4 separate regions of the Sus scrofa genome follow, and regions 1, 3 and 4 are each linked to region 2. A link is a contact called in public HiChIP or PLAC-seq data. All regions are on one chromosome and are shown on one strand. The core of a region is the stretch at or near the end of the contact, and the rest is flanking DNA. Distances in the headings are between cores, read along the strand shown. Region 1 overlaps SC5D (lathosterol oxidase). Region 2 overlaps SORL1 (sortilin-related receptor). Region 3 overlaps LOC106504896 (a long non-coding RNA gene). Region 4 overlaps LOC102163364 (a long non-coding RNA gene).

Region 1 (3,119 bases), core at 560-3,059, 220 kb after region 2:
CCTTTCTACATATATTCAGAGTTGCATAATTTTATACTTATTAAATAATGGTTTAAAATAATAATTACCAAAATCTTTAAATAATCCCAGTTCTGGATTAAATCATGGTAATATTAATATTTTTTAAAATTCCCAATTTATTTGTTCATCAGTAAAATATAATATTTGACAATGACCCCAGAGATTAAGTTCTCTGTGTGTAGGAAGACGATAATCTCATTACACCTGCTATCACGTCACTCAGCTGCTATTATATCACAATTTTTTCCCCATACTGATGTTTCCACTTGAACAACATACTACAAGTAGTTGTTATTATGTACTGAACTCATTCCTGAAACAAGGAACCATCTTTACATTAGTATTTTGTTGTTACGGTGTTTAGTCATGATATCATTAAGCACAATGAATTTTACTTAATGAATAATGATGAATTAAGGCAAAAGGACATTACCTGGTCCCCTTAAAAACTTATCCTCTATCTTTTAAAAAACTGTTGTTGAGGCTATACAAATTGCAGATCTGCTGGCTAGAAAGACACCATTAGTCCCTTGGTGTTCACAGCATGTTCTTTTGACCTACCAGCATGATCATTCCTCAGCAGGACCCACCATTCTGATTTTCAAATGATACTGTTCACGTGCTAGGCCTCTTGGCTGTACATATGTAGATTATTTCTCTTGATTAAAAATATTCAGTAATTCGGCAATAATCTACTCAGCCTTTTTGCCCTCGCCATTGAATAATTTTTCATTTTTACAACCATTTCCTGCATGGTTGCTGAACTTTTCTTCTGTCATCTTCTTCACATAATCAAGTGGTCCATTCCCTTCAAAGGAGGAGGGGTTTTTGAATGAGCCTCCAATTCTGTCCCACAACGTGAAGTACTGTCCATAGTTATAGTCAAAGAGCATATGGTGGTCTGTATGATGGGCTGAGCCATTAATAAATGGCCTTAAGCTCTGGGGAACACGGAAGTCACCGTCATGAATGGAAATTGTCCAGATATTGACCAAAATGTACAAACCTAAATAAACTACCTTGTGTAGGGGAAAAACGAAAGGGTATATGTGGTAAGGGAGACTCTGAAGGAAGCCATCCAGAGGGTGAAAAGCATGACTTGCAAATGGAGTAGGGATCTTCCAGATGTGATGAGGTTTGTGTAAGCGCTAGAGAAGAAAAGGACACCAAGTTAATGTCGCAGACTTTCCCCCGAGACACACTCCACTGCACTTTTCCTGCTCATGTTGTGGGAAACGACCTGGCTACACATCTCTTTGAATGTAGCAAATTACTTTATAAAATGCCCCTCTTCTTTATCTCCAAACAGCAAAATTTTAACTCAGCCCCTCCAGACCCATAAAGAAGGACACACACAAAATGTACCTTGTACCTGTCATGACTATGGCTACTTGAGTATTTAATAATACCTCTTATAATAGAAATGATGATGATAACAACAGTAATAGTAGTAGTAGTACCTGAAATGAGTATTTTCTGTCTTTCCCCTACAAATGACTCTACCTTATATAAAAGTCTATGATGAAGGCCTCTGTGAATCCAGTAGATCAGCATGTCAGTGAAAAAGAGAAAGGACAATACACTAGCAAGGAGTCGAAACCAGCCTACAAGAGACAACAGGATATGGCACAATCAAGATTTGGCTCCCAGGATCAGCGTTTACTTTTTATATGTCCATCTAAGGAGACAAAATATGATCCCAGACCCAAACACTGTAAACTATCTGCTTTGGTTAATCCAGTATGTTACAATCTCCACCTCCCTTGGCTCCCTGGGCTCTGCTTACTTCCCTCTCATAAAAAATTGAAGGGACCCACCCAAAATATTTCTTAATTAAACTATGAAGTTATTTATGGGGAGTTCCCATCATGACTCAGCGGAAACGAATCTGACTAGTATCCATGAGGATGCAGGTTCGATCCTTGGCCTTGCTCAGTGGGTTAAGGATCTGGTGTTGCCCTGAGCTGTGTAGATGTGCCTCGGATCTGTCGTTGCTGTGACTGTGGTGTAGGTCTACAGTTCTGATTCGACCTCTAGCCTGGGAACCTCCATATGCCTTGGGTAGGGCCCTAAAAAAAAAGAAAAGACAAGCTATTTACGAAACAGAAAAAGTATACTCCTGTGGCATCTTTATGATTGAAATGTTTGAGAATAATGCTCTTTATTTTTCCTTCACATTAATCTTCATAAAACATATCTTTAGGAGTTCCTGTCATGGCTCAGTGGTTAATGAATCCGACTAGGAACCATGAGGTTGTGGGTTCGATCCCTGGCTTTGCTCAGTGGGTTGAGGATCCGGTGTTGCCATGAGCTGTGGTGTAGGTCACAGACATGGCTCAGATCCCGGGTTGCTGTGGCTCTGGCGTAGGCTGGCAACTACAGCTCTGATGAGACCTCCTAGCCTGGGAACCTCCATATGCCACAGGAGTGGCCGAAGAAATGGCAAAAAGACAAAAAAACAAAAAAAACAAACAAAAAAAACCCCCCAAAAAACCCATATCTTTACATATTACCTCCCCTGCTTTGAGTTTTATTTTCCATGAAACACCTTAAGCCCAGCATTTACTCCATAACCCAACCTGTTCTGATCTTCCCAACCTCATCTGTTCATGAACTAACCAGGCTGGATCACTCAATGTCCTCCCAATATCTTCAAAGCCTTACGTCTATACCTTTACTCGTATCTAGAATGCCCTCGTTCCTTTCATTTTTATTCATAATTTGACCCACTTTTCAAGGTTGAGTCAATTCATCACCCTGGTATATAATTTTTATTCCCTCCTTTAAATAACTAACCTCTTACTGAGAGAGCATGGGTGCTGACGCCAGCAAGCTTGGGTTCCAGGCTCAGATCTACCACTTATTTGTTAAGTGAGCATGGCGAGTTACTGAAGCTCTCTGTACACTTAAGTTACTCACCTATGAATGGAGCAGAACAGTAGTACCTACCTCAGAGAATTAATGTAGAATAAAACTGATTGATACATGTGAAAAACTTAGAACTGGAGCTGGTACATATTAACACTCAATAAATGTTAACTATTATTCTTACTTCCTAATACTAGATACCTGAAATGTATCTGGATGAAATAACTCCA
Region 2 (3,065 bases), core at 324-2,823:
GGGCCTCCTTCTCTCCTCTTCTAATTAAAAGAAGAGGCAGCTGGGGGGGGGGGGCAGTAATCATGATGAAAAAGGACAGTGATGCTGCCCAGGTGGATCTAGTGGGTAGAGATGCACCATTACAAAATGCTAATTCCACAGGAAATTCCTTAAGGACCGTGTACACAGTATCCAAACACAAATATTCAGTATATCTATAGCCACACAGTGTACATAGACTATTGTCATATATATTCACAGACTCCATTTACCCACCAGGTGGGTTATGGAGATTTGCTTTCCACGTTTGTGAAGACTTTTTTCCTATCCTATGACTTCTCCAAAGCAAGCAGTGCTAAATCCTCATATAGAAAGAAGGGCACTGTTTAACACACTAGGTTAAGAATACATGACGGCTGGCCTCCTTGAACCAAAAGCATTCTGATGGGGATCTAGAAAAGCCCTTTCTCCCCCTCCTGGAATTTAGGGTAACTCCATTTCTTCTCAAACAGCTTTATGGTGATGTCCAGATCCTAGAAGAGAATCTCCTGTGTCTTAGGGGAAAAAAAGGCTCATCATTTTTCCATTTGTATTTCTTAAGAGAGCCCAGAAGGCCACTTTGTGGATTTCACCATCCTGGACGGAGAGGCTGCTGTGGGGGTGGGGTCATAATTCCAAAACAAAGGGAACCTTGAGAATAATAAGGAAAAGCAGGAATTCGGGCCACAGCCACCAACTGGGCACTTCGTGGCCAGGCCCTCGCCCGAGGGGCTCACCTCCCAGATATGAGGCCAGACGCTGCAAAAGGGGTGAAGGGGAACAACCCAACAAGAGAGAAAGATTTCACAGGTTTTCAGATGAAGAAAATGTTAGAATCCACCTGTTCAGACTCAAAGGGGGTGAACTGAGGCTGCCGCAGCCTCTTAGCCACAGCTCGGGAGTGGGAAAGGGAGAGCCCTCTGCAAACTGGTTGGAAAGTCTGGGCATTTCCAGGCTGGCAGGAGTGAGGGGAGGAGAGTGTGGGGTGGGACGAGGTGAACTGTGAAGGAGTCTAAGACTTTTGTCCACGTCCGGGCGGTCCAGCTTACAGAAGCTGGAGAAGGTGGATGTGGGGGTGGATGAGCAGAGGGAGCGGTGGCAAAAGAATAGAAAGGCAGGCTCAGAGGCGGGCCCACAGCCCTGACCTTAAACCCAAATGCAGCTCTTCTGTCTCAATGAACGGCGTGGGCCGGTTCCGGATTAAGACTGAGGGACTACAGTCCTTGGCACCAAACTGGGGTGTGTCTAGTGGGTTTTATGTCCACGTTGGGCATTTTTAATAACCTCAAATGTGCGTGAGTTGAGGGCCACAGAAGGGAAGGAGGACGGGCAGAAAAGGAAAGGGGAGGCACCTTCTTTGACACACGTGTGGTTCTTCAGCTGATAGCCCTGAGGGCACTCGCACATCAGGTCCCCGGACGGGAGGACGCTGCCAGAAACACCATCTGGACACCGGCAGGTTCTAGTGTTGTTGGCCTTGGGCAGGCACAGCAGGCTGCACGGCCTGGACACACAGGCGTTGCTTCCTGGAGAGGAGACACATGGCATTCTGGTCAGTAAACACCAGGGGGCGCCAGAAACAGGCCTGAGACCCAGTGCAAGCTCCGGGTTCACAGACCGGATCACAGGAAGCTCGGGAGAGAAGAGTGAAGCAGAGAGGGTGAGCCAGGTACCCGCTGGTCCTCCTGGGAATCTGGAGTTGGGGTGCTCAGACACCAAGATAGGCAGGGAGCTGGAGTGGGGAGACGAGTCATACTGTGTGGGTGTCACAGGTGATGCAGGGCAAGCCCAAACCTGGGCCAGTCAGAGCTGTGCAGGTAAGATCAGTCTGCAGAGTTGAGAGGATGAAGCTGACTCACACGGAGAGAAGAAAGGACAACACCTGGGACTTGGGACAGCTTTACCAGGCCCAGGCCCTTCCCCATCCGCACAACGCACCTCCCGTCCTTACCATCTCCCTTCATTCTGTCCACAACACTTTCACTTGAGTCAGCTTGGGTGGGTTTCTATACTTAGAGCCCAAAAGCCCCCCTGCCGCTTTTTTTTTTTTTTTTTTTTTTTTTTGGTCTTTTTAGGGCTGCACCTGCCGTATATGGAAGTTCCCAGGCTAGGGGCTGAATCAGAGCAGGAGCTGCTGGGCTACACCACAGCCACAGCAAGTGGGATCCGAGCTGCGTCTGCGACCTACACCACAGCACACAGCAATGCCGGATCCTTAACCCACTGAGTGAAGCCAGGGATCGAACCTGAGTCCTCATGGATTCTAGTTGGGTTTGTTACCGCTGAGCCATGACAGAACTCCCCAAAAGCCTATTGTTATATTAGAACATACACTGGAGTAAGGACAGAACAAAAATCCAGGCCTGCCCTTCCCAGTTCCTTTGCACCAGAGCACAGCTGCTGAGCTCAATTCGGAACCAAGCAGAGCACCCGTTAGGCAACAAATCCATGTGTCGTGAATCCACATAAGAATTCACTGGTTAATGCTGACCGAATCCACTATTTGCAGTCTTTTCTCTGGTTCAGCTTTCCAAAGAGCGTGCCAGCTAGTCCATAAAATCCCTCTCTGCACTGTCAAGAGAGAAGCTTTGTGGATGATCAGCGAGGGAAATGGTGTTTTCTATCCCCCTCGTCCTTCTGGGAAGGAGAGAGAGGACGCATAAATGATTTTACAGCAACTGAAAACATGGTACAACCACCAAGCAACACAAAAGCCATAAATTAAGAAATGGATGCTTTTCCTTTGGCCTGTGACTTCTCTTCTTCAAAACTGAGAAGATACATAAATGCTTTGATAAAAAAACCAACTGATAAAGATTCTTCAATTGTGCCATCTCATGGCCAGAGAACCCCACAAGAACCATATCCATATCGTCTGTTTCCATCCAGCCAAGGTTTGAGCTATGCCCCACCTATCCTGGCCTGCAGGATGTGAAACAGGGTTCATGAATGACGATCTTACTGAGATGGGTGATGACACACTCAGAAGTCTTGGCTGTGCTGGCACCTCACTGGTGTTTCAACAGCATCACATGTCAAAATAAAAA
Region 3 (3,157 bases), core at 20-2,519, 190 kb after region 2:
TCTACTGTCCTCATTGTTTTGCCTTTCCCGGCATGTCAAATAGTTGGACTTTTCTATATGCAGCCTCTCATACTTTTTAGTATTCAGCCTTTTCAGATTGGCTTTTTTCACTTAATGATAGGCATTTAGGTATCCTCCATGTCTGTTCATGTTTTTTTAGCCACGAGTAATTGTCCATTGTCTGGATGTATCTTCTCAACTCCCAAAGGACATCTTCATAGCTTTCGAGTCATGACAATTATGAATAAAGCTGCTATACATATTCATGTGCAGTTTTTGGCTGGACGTAGCTTTTTCTATTTTGTTTATCTTTTAAAACAGCGGCTCTTGGAGTTCTCGCTGTGGAGCAATAGGATGGGCAGTGTCTCTGCAGCACCAGGATGCTGGTTCAATCCCCAGCCTGGCACAGTGGGTTAAAGGATCCAGCATTGCTGCAGCTGCAAGAGCGGGAACTCCATATGCTGTGGGGTGGCCAAAAAAAGAAAAAGAAAAAAGGCAAAAACCAGGAGTTCCCATCGTGGCTCAGTGGTTAATAAGCCCGGCTAGTAACCATGAGGTGGCAGGTGTGATTCCGGGCCTTGCTCAGTGGATTAAGGATCTGGCGATGTCATGAGCTGTGGTGTAGGTCTCAGAGGCGGCTCAGATCCCGCATTGCTGTGGCTGTGGTATAGGCCGGCGGCTACAGCTCTGATTCGACCCCTAGCCTGGGAACTTCCATAGAGGTTAAAAGACAAAAAAAAAAAAAGGGGGGGGTGGCGAAAACCAAAAAATCCCAGCTCTTAATTTTTATTAGTCTTTTCTATTTTCTTTTCAGTCTTAATATATTTATTTATTAAGGCTGCACCCACATCATATGGAAGTTCCTCGGCTGGGAACTGCAGCTGCTGGCCTATGCCACAGCTACGGCAATGCCAGATACAAGCTGCATCTGCGATCTACACTGCAGTTTGTGACAATGCTGGATCCTTGACCCACTGTGCAAGGCCAAGGATTGAACACACACCTTCATAAGTACTAGTTGGGTTCTTAACCTGCTAGGCCACAACAGAAACTCCTATTTATTTATTTCCACTCTGATCTTTGTAATTTCCTTCCTTCTAACTTTGGGTTTATTTAGTTCTTTTTCTAGTTCTTGAGATACTTGAGATCTATCTGGGTTTTTTTTTTTTATTTGTTTGTTGTTTTCTTTTTGGCCTCGTAGAGAAGCTCCTGGGTCAAAGACTGAACTGTGCCACAGCAATGACGTGGGCTACTGCAGTGACAATGCTTAACCCACATGCTGCAAGAGAACTCTAAAATCTTTCTTAATATAGGCATGTATCTATGAACTTCCCTCTTAGAACTGCTTTTGCTGCATTACTAAATGTTTTGATACGTTGTATTTTCACTTTCATTTCTCTCAAAATATCTTCTTAATTTCTCTTTCGATTTCTTCTTTGACCCATTGGTTTTTCAGTAGAATGTTGTTTAATCTCCACATATCTGTGAATTTTCCAGTTTTCTTCCTGCCACTGATTTCTAGTTGCATACCATTGTGATTAGAAAAGATGCTTGATATAATTTCATTCTTAAATGTATTAAGACTTGTTTTTCGGCCTCACACATGATAGAAGAAAACCAAAGGCAGAGTAGGGGGCTTAGGGAGTGTGAAGAGTGGAAATTGCAATTTAAATAGGACGGGGTAGGGAGGGGGCGTTCCCATCGTGGCTCAGCGGAAACGAATCTGACTAACATCCATGAGGACGCAGGTTTGATCCCTGGCCTAGCTCAGTGGATTAAGGATCTGGCATTGCCCTGAGCTGTAGTGCAGGTCGCAGACACAGCTCAGATCCCGTGTTACTGTGGCTCTGGTGTAGGCTGGTAGCTATAGCTCCGATTCAACCCCTAGCCTGGGAACCTCCATATACCTAAGGTGTGGCCCTAAAAAGAAAAAATATATATATATATAGGAGAGTTGAGAAAAAACAAACAAATCTAAGATTTTGGGGAGGTCCCTAGTGACCCAATAATTAAGGATCTGGGGTGGTCATAGCTGTAGCTTGGGTCCCTGCTACGGCTCGGGTTCAATGCCTGGCCCAGGAACTTTCACATGATATAGGCATAAAATAAAATAAAATAGGACAGTTGGGAATGGTTCCCTTAAAAAGTGACATTTCAGCACAGGTCCAGAAGAGATGTTGGAGTGATCCATAGCTATACTCGAGGTGAAGAATATTCCAAGCATAGGGAACAGCTGAGTTTGGAGGCTCTGAGGGTGGGGGCCTGCTGGCATAAGGGAGGGCAAGAGGGCAGCATCGAACAGAATGGACAAGGGCTTGAGGATGAGAACTAGTTAGAAATGAGGTGAGTCCTTGGTCTGCAGTGTGTAGATAATGATCAAAAGCGCATCAATCTGTTTCAAAAGTAGCTAGTGAAGACCCATTTTTCATTTGTTTATTTATTCGTTAGATAATGGATTGTGCTTCTCTTCTCTGCCCGGCCCTATTCTATGCATGGGCAACCTAATAATGGATTCGATAAAGACTTGCTGTAAATCAATAGAGAGAGATAAGGCCTTGCCCACACAGAGCCTAGATTCTCTCAGGTGACAACATTTATCTTTTAAAGATATAAAGGTTTATCTAGTATGATGGTAAATTTTTTGTGTCAATTTGACTGGGCCATGAGATGCCCAGCTATCTGGTTAAATGTTATTTCTGGATGTGTCTGTGAAGGCATTTCTGGGGAGATAAGCATTTGGATCTGATTGCCCCAATCAGTGTGGATGGGCATCCTCCAATCCCTGAGAGCTGAACAGGGCAAAAAGTGGAGGAAGGCAGAATCTTCTCTCTTTTCTTGACTGCTTACCTGAATATCTGTCTTCTGCCCTTGGACTGGGACGGACGCCACGGGTGTTCCTGGTTCCCGGACCTTCAGGTTCAGCTAGAATCACACCGTCAGTTTCCTGGGTCCCCAGCTTGCAGATGGCAGAACGTGAGACTTCTCAGCCTTCATAATTGCCAGCCTATGCTACAGCCACAGCAACGAGGGATCAGAGCCAAGCCATGTCTGCAACTCACACCATAGCTCACGGCAATGTCAGATCCTTAATCCACTGAGCTAGGCCAGGGATCAAATCCTCGTCCTCATGGATACTTGTCTAGTTCATTATTGCTGA
Region 4 (3,165 bases), core at 14-2,513, 250 kb after region 2:
GGAAGACTTGTCTGTTGGGGCCTGGCCCTAAGATGAGCAGGAAAAGAAAGAGAAGGAAAGGGAAGGAAGGAAGAGAAAGAGCAAGAAAATGAGGTAAAAGAGAAGGGAAGAGGGAAGAGGAAAGGAAAGAAGGTGAGAAAGAGAAAGAGAGAAAGAATATCCTCTGAGAATTTTGAACCACAAGCCAACACTCATGCTGTTTTAGGGACATAATTCATGCTACCTACATTGTCTGAATATCATCAAACCAAAATTCATTTTATTTTATTTTCAAATTTTTAAATTTTTTTTTTCTTTTTAGGGCCACACTCAAGGCTCATGAAGGTTCCCAGGCTAGACATCGAATTAGAACTATAGCTGCCAGCCTATTGCCATAGCAACACCAGATCCTTAACCCACTGAGAGAGGCCAGGGGTCAAATCCACAACCTCATGGTTACTAGTCTGATTCATTTTCACTACACCATAGCAGGAACTCCCCAAGATTCATTTTCAAGTAGCCATAGGCTGATGGCTATGGCTACTAGATGGTACTAGATGTCTGGCAGCAGCAAAGCAAATATTTCCTGTGTAATTTATATAAAACATTGATTTCAGCCTTTTCTGTGCCTAGAATAGTCACAACTCATGGTCCTAAAGTACAGAGCAGCTCCAGATTACTGGATGCTGGACATCCTAACTGATGTTGTTGCCCTTTGTTCATCCACTGGACCCAGCAGGCTGCTCCTTCTCCTTATTTTACCAAGAAAAAGACAAATATGTCAGAGCAGGAGAGAAAGTTAAGAAGATCTGCACACAGTGATTCCTTAAGATTGATGGCAGGCTACACACTGATATAAGCCACCCTGGCTATTTTATGGATGTCATCGACATTGACCAGAGTGAATTTCCATCTTATCTGTGACCCAGGGGTCAATTTGTTGTTTATCAAATTGTGTCTGAGGAAGCCTGGTATAAGTCCTGTGAAGCAAGGAAGATCTTTGTGGGCACCATCCAGAATGGACATCTTCTAAATTGATTTGGAGCTTAGCCAAGTCAATTAGTCATTTCCTTGAGTTCTGCTAACCTATGTATGTTGACTGAAAGTTCTGACCTAGGATAGACTGATGTAATCACCAACACACACACACACACACACACACACACACACACACACACACACACACACACACACACACACAGAGCTTGATTCTTGACATGGCTCACATGGAGGAAACCAATGGCAATAGCTTTGCTACCAGGCTTTCCCAACATATTCATCACTGGAGAAGACAGCAAACCATGGATTTCCCCACTCCAGAGAAAGAGTACTTGCCTCATCATTGCTGAAGACAGAGACCTTTAGCCAAACAAACCAATGGGTGAAATGATTTCCGGAGGAGAGAAGTGGAGAGCTCCTTGTGGCTAATTAAGGATGTATTAGTATGGAGGAAAAAGCAAAAACCAAACATTATTGGATTTCTCATAGCACAGCGGAAATGAATCAGACTAGTATCCATGAGGATGTGGGTTTGATCCCTGGCCTTGCTCAGTGGGTTAAGGATCTGGCGTTGCTGTGAGCTGTGGTGTAGGTCACAGACGTGGCTCGGACCCCACATTGTTGTGGCTGCGGCTGTGGTCTAGGCCGGCAGTTGTAGCTCTGATTCAACCTTTAGCCTGGGAACTTTGCTATGTTGCGGGTGTGGCCCTAAAAAGTAAAAAAAAAAAAAATTTTAAATAACTAAAACACAAGAAGAAACAAGCCCAAATAAACAAAAGGCAGCAGGAAAAAAAATATATAAACTGAAATGTCAGACTCCCAAGATTGATATTGAAATTATTAGATACAGATTATACAGCAAGGATGTTGATCTACCTAAATTTTAGCTGCATGAATGAAAATGAGAATTTTAAAATCATAGTGTTGGGCAAAAAGAAGCAAGTCCCAAATCAATAAAATGGAGAAATGAGTTTTAGTCTATTTATACAACACATATCACAGAGCAGTTTAAAAAATGTACTAGAGCTATGCTTACCAGGATGGAAGAATCTCAGAAATAGAATGATGAGTGAGAAGGGCATTAATAAATACATATGATATGAGCTCTTTTATGTAAGTTTCAAGACCTGGGAAAATTAAATATTCTATTGTTTAGGAATATAGCATATATTATAAAACTATTTTTTAAAGTAGCTGGTAGTTTATAATACAGGATAGTGGTTTCATATGGATGAGAAAGAGAGGGAAAGAGGGGCCATGGTGAGCTGAAAAAGTTTGTTGGGTTGTGTTTTCTTTCTTTTTTTCTCTTTTGGCTGCCCCACGTCATATGGAATTTCTGGGCCAGGGGTCAGATCCGAGCTGCAGTTGCATCCTATGCCACAGCTATGACAACGTCAGAGCCTTAACCCACTGTGCCAGACTGGGGATTGAACCTGTGTCCCAATGCTTCAGAGACACTACTGATCCTGTTGGCCACAGTGGGAACTCCAGGGTTGTATTTTATTTCTTGAGCCAGGAGGTTTAATATACGGGTGTTTATTAACATTATTTAAGGGAGTTCCCGTCGTGGCACAGTGGTTAACGAATCCAACTGGGAACCATGAGGTTGCGGGTTCCATCCCTGCCCTTGCTCAGTGGGTTGATGATTCGGCGTTGCCTTGAGCTGTGGTGTAGGTCACAGACGTGGCTCGGATCCCACATTGCTGTGGCTCTGGCGTAGGTCAGCGGCTACAGGTCCGATTGGACCCCTAGCCTGGGAACCTCCATATGCCGCGGGAGCGGCCCAAGAAATGGCAAAAAGACAAAAAAGAAAAAAAAATTTATTTAAGTATATGAGTACAGTTTATTCATTATTTTGTATGAATGAATTATTTTAAAAAAATCAAATAGAGAGTTCCCTGATGGCACAGCAGGTTAAGGATCTTGCATTGTCACTGCTGTGGCTCTGGTTATTGCTGTGGCTCAGGTTTGTTGGGGACATGGCTCAGATCGTCAGTGTCGAAAAATGAGACACATGCACACGGGGAGAACTCGACAAGGCTCTTTACTTCTGCAGAAGGGCGTGGGTACTCCAAAAAGTGCGTGCGCCAAACAAAGGACCCTCAGAGCAGGTGATTTACCTGTTCCCTTCCCACTGGTTGGGACAGGGCGCACATTCTTCCCAGTTGGCTAATTTGAAACAAATTG

Evidence for each region. HiChIP or PLAC-seq counts read pairs in DNA pulled down with a chosen protein or histone mark.
Region 1: an H3K27ac HiChIP or PLAC-seq map of alveolar macrophages shows a contact between it and region 2, with 5 times the contacts expected there. The contact joins two enhancer-like sites. A contact is called at or near these places in 2 of 5 promoter capture datasets (fetal liver and liver), 28 of 47 Hi-C or Micro-C datasets (adipose tissue, alveolar macrophages, blood and 16 more) and 2 of 2 datasets of contacts at active chromatin or transcription factors (alveolar macrophages and skeletal muscle).
Region 3: an H3K27ac HiChIP or PLAC-seq map of alveolar macrophages shows a contact between it and region 2. The contact joins two enhancer-like sites. A contact is called at or near these places in 4 of 47 Hi-C or Micro-C datasets (alveolar macrophages, blood and embryonic fibroblasts) and 1 of 2 datasets of contacts at active chromatin or transcription factors (alveolar macrophages).
Region 4: an H3K27ac HiChIP or PLAC-seq map of alveolar macrophages shows a contact between it and region 2, with 5 times the contacts expected there. The contact joins two enhancer-like sites. A contact is called at or near these places in 1 of 5 promoter capture datasets (liver), 12 of 47 Hi-C or Micro-C datasets (brain, embryonic fibroblasts, fetal heart ventricle and 6 more) and 1 of 2 datasets of contacts at active chromatin or transcription factors (alveolar macrophages).

Annotation. Positions count from the first base shown.
Region 1 is chr9:48,368,806-48,371,924 of Sscrofa11.1, reverse strand. It overlaps SC5D (lathosterol oxidase), which reads right to left. Exons shown (of 5, transcript XM_003129944.4): 4 at 1,525-1,625; 5 at 1-1,169. The coding sequence ends at 714. It overlaps LOC106504896 (a long non-coding RNA gene), which reads left to right. Exons shown (of 4, transcript XR_002335693.1): 4 at 1-1,018. Among named protein-coding and RNA genes, the nearest start is that of SC5D, 13 kb to the right of the region's middle. Within about 2 kb of position 1,809, at least 2 of the 83 cell types and tissues checked have an H3K27ac peak or open chromatin away from gene starts, as enhancers often do. A contact at or near this core is called in alveolar macrophages, where this site is marked.
Region 2 is chr9:48,586,374-48,589,438 of Sscrofa11.1, reverse strand. SORL1 (sortilin-related receptor) reads right to left here. Exons shown (of 50, transcript XM_021063014.1): 23 at 1,371-1,544. Among named protein-coding and RNA genes, the nearest start is that of SORL1, 150 kb to the right of the region's middle. Within about 2 kb of position 1,573, at least 15 of the 83 cell types and tissues checked have an H3K27ac peak or open chromatin away from gene starts, as enhancers often do. A contact at or near this core is called in alveolar macrophages, where this site is marked.
Region 3 is chr9:48,391,068-48,394,224 of Sscrofa11.1, reverse strand. The region is part of intron 1 of LOC106504896 (a long non-coding RNA gene); the gene reads left to right. Among named protein-coding and RNA genes, the nearest start is that of SC5D, 36 kb to the right of the region's middle. Within about 2 kb of position 1,269, at least 15 of the 83 cell types and tissues checked have an H3K27ac peak or open chromatin away from gene starts, as enhancers often do. A contact at or near this core is called in alveolar macrophages, where this site is marked.
Region 4 is chr9:48,333,944-48,337,108 of Sscrofa11.1, reverse strand. All of the region lies in intron 1 of LOC102163364 (a long non-coding RNA gene), which reads left to right. Among named protein-coding and RNA genes, the nearest start is that of SC5D, 22 kb to the left of the region's middle. Within about 2 kb of position 1,263, at least 2 of the 83 cell types and tissues checked have an H3K27ac peak or open chromatin away from gene starts, as enhancers often do. A contact at or near this core is called in alveolar macrophages, where this site is marked.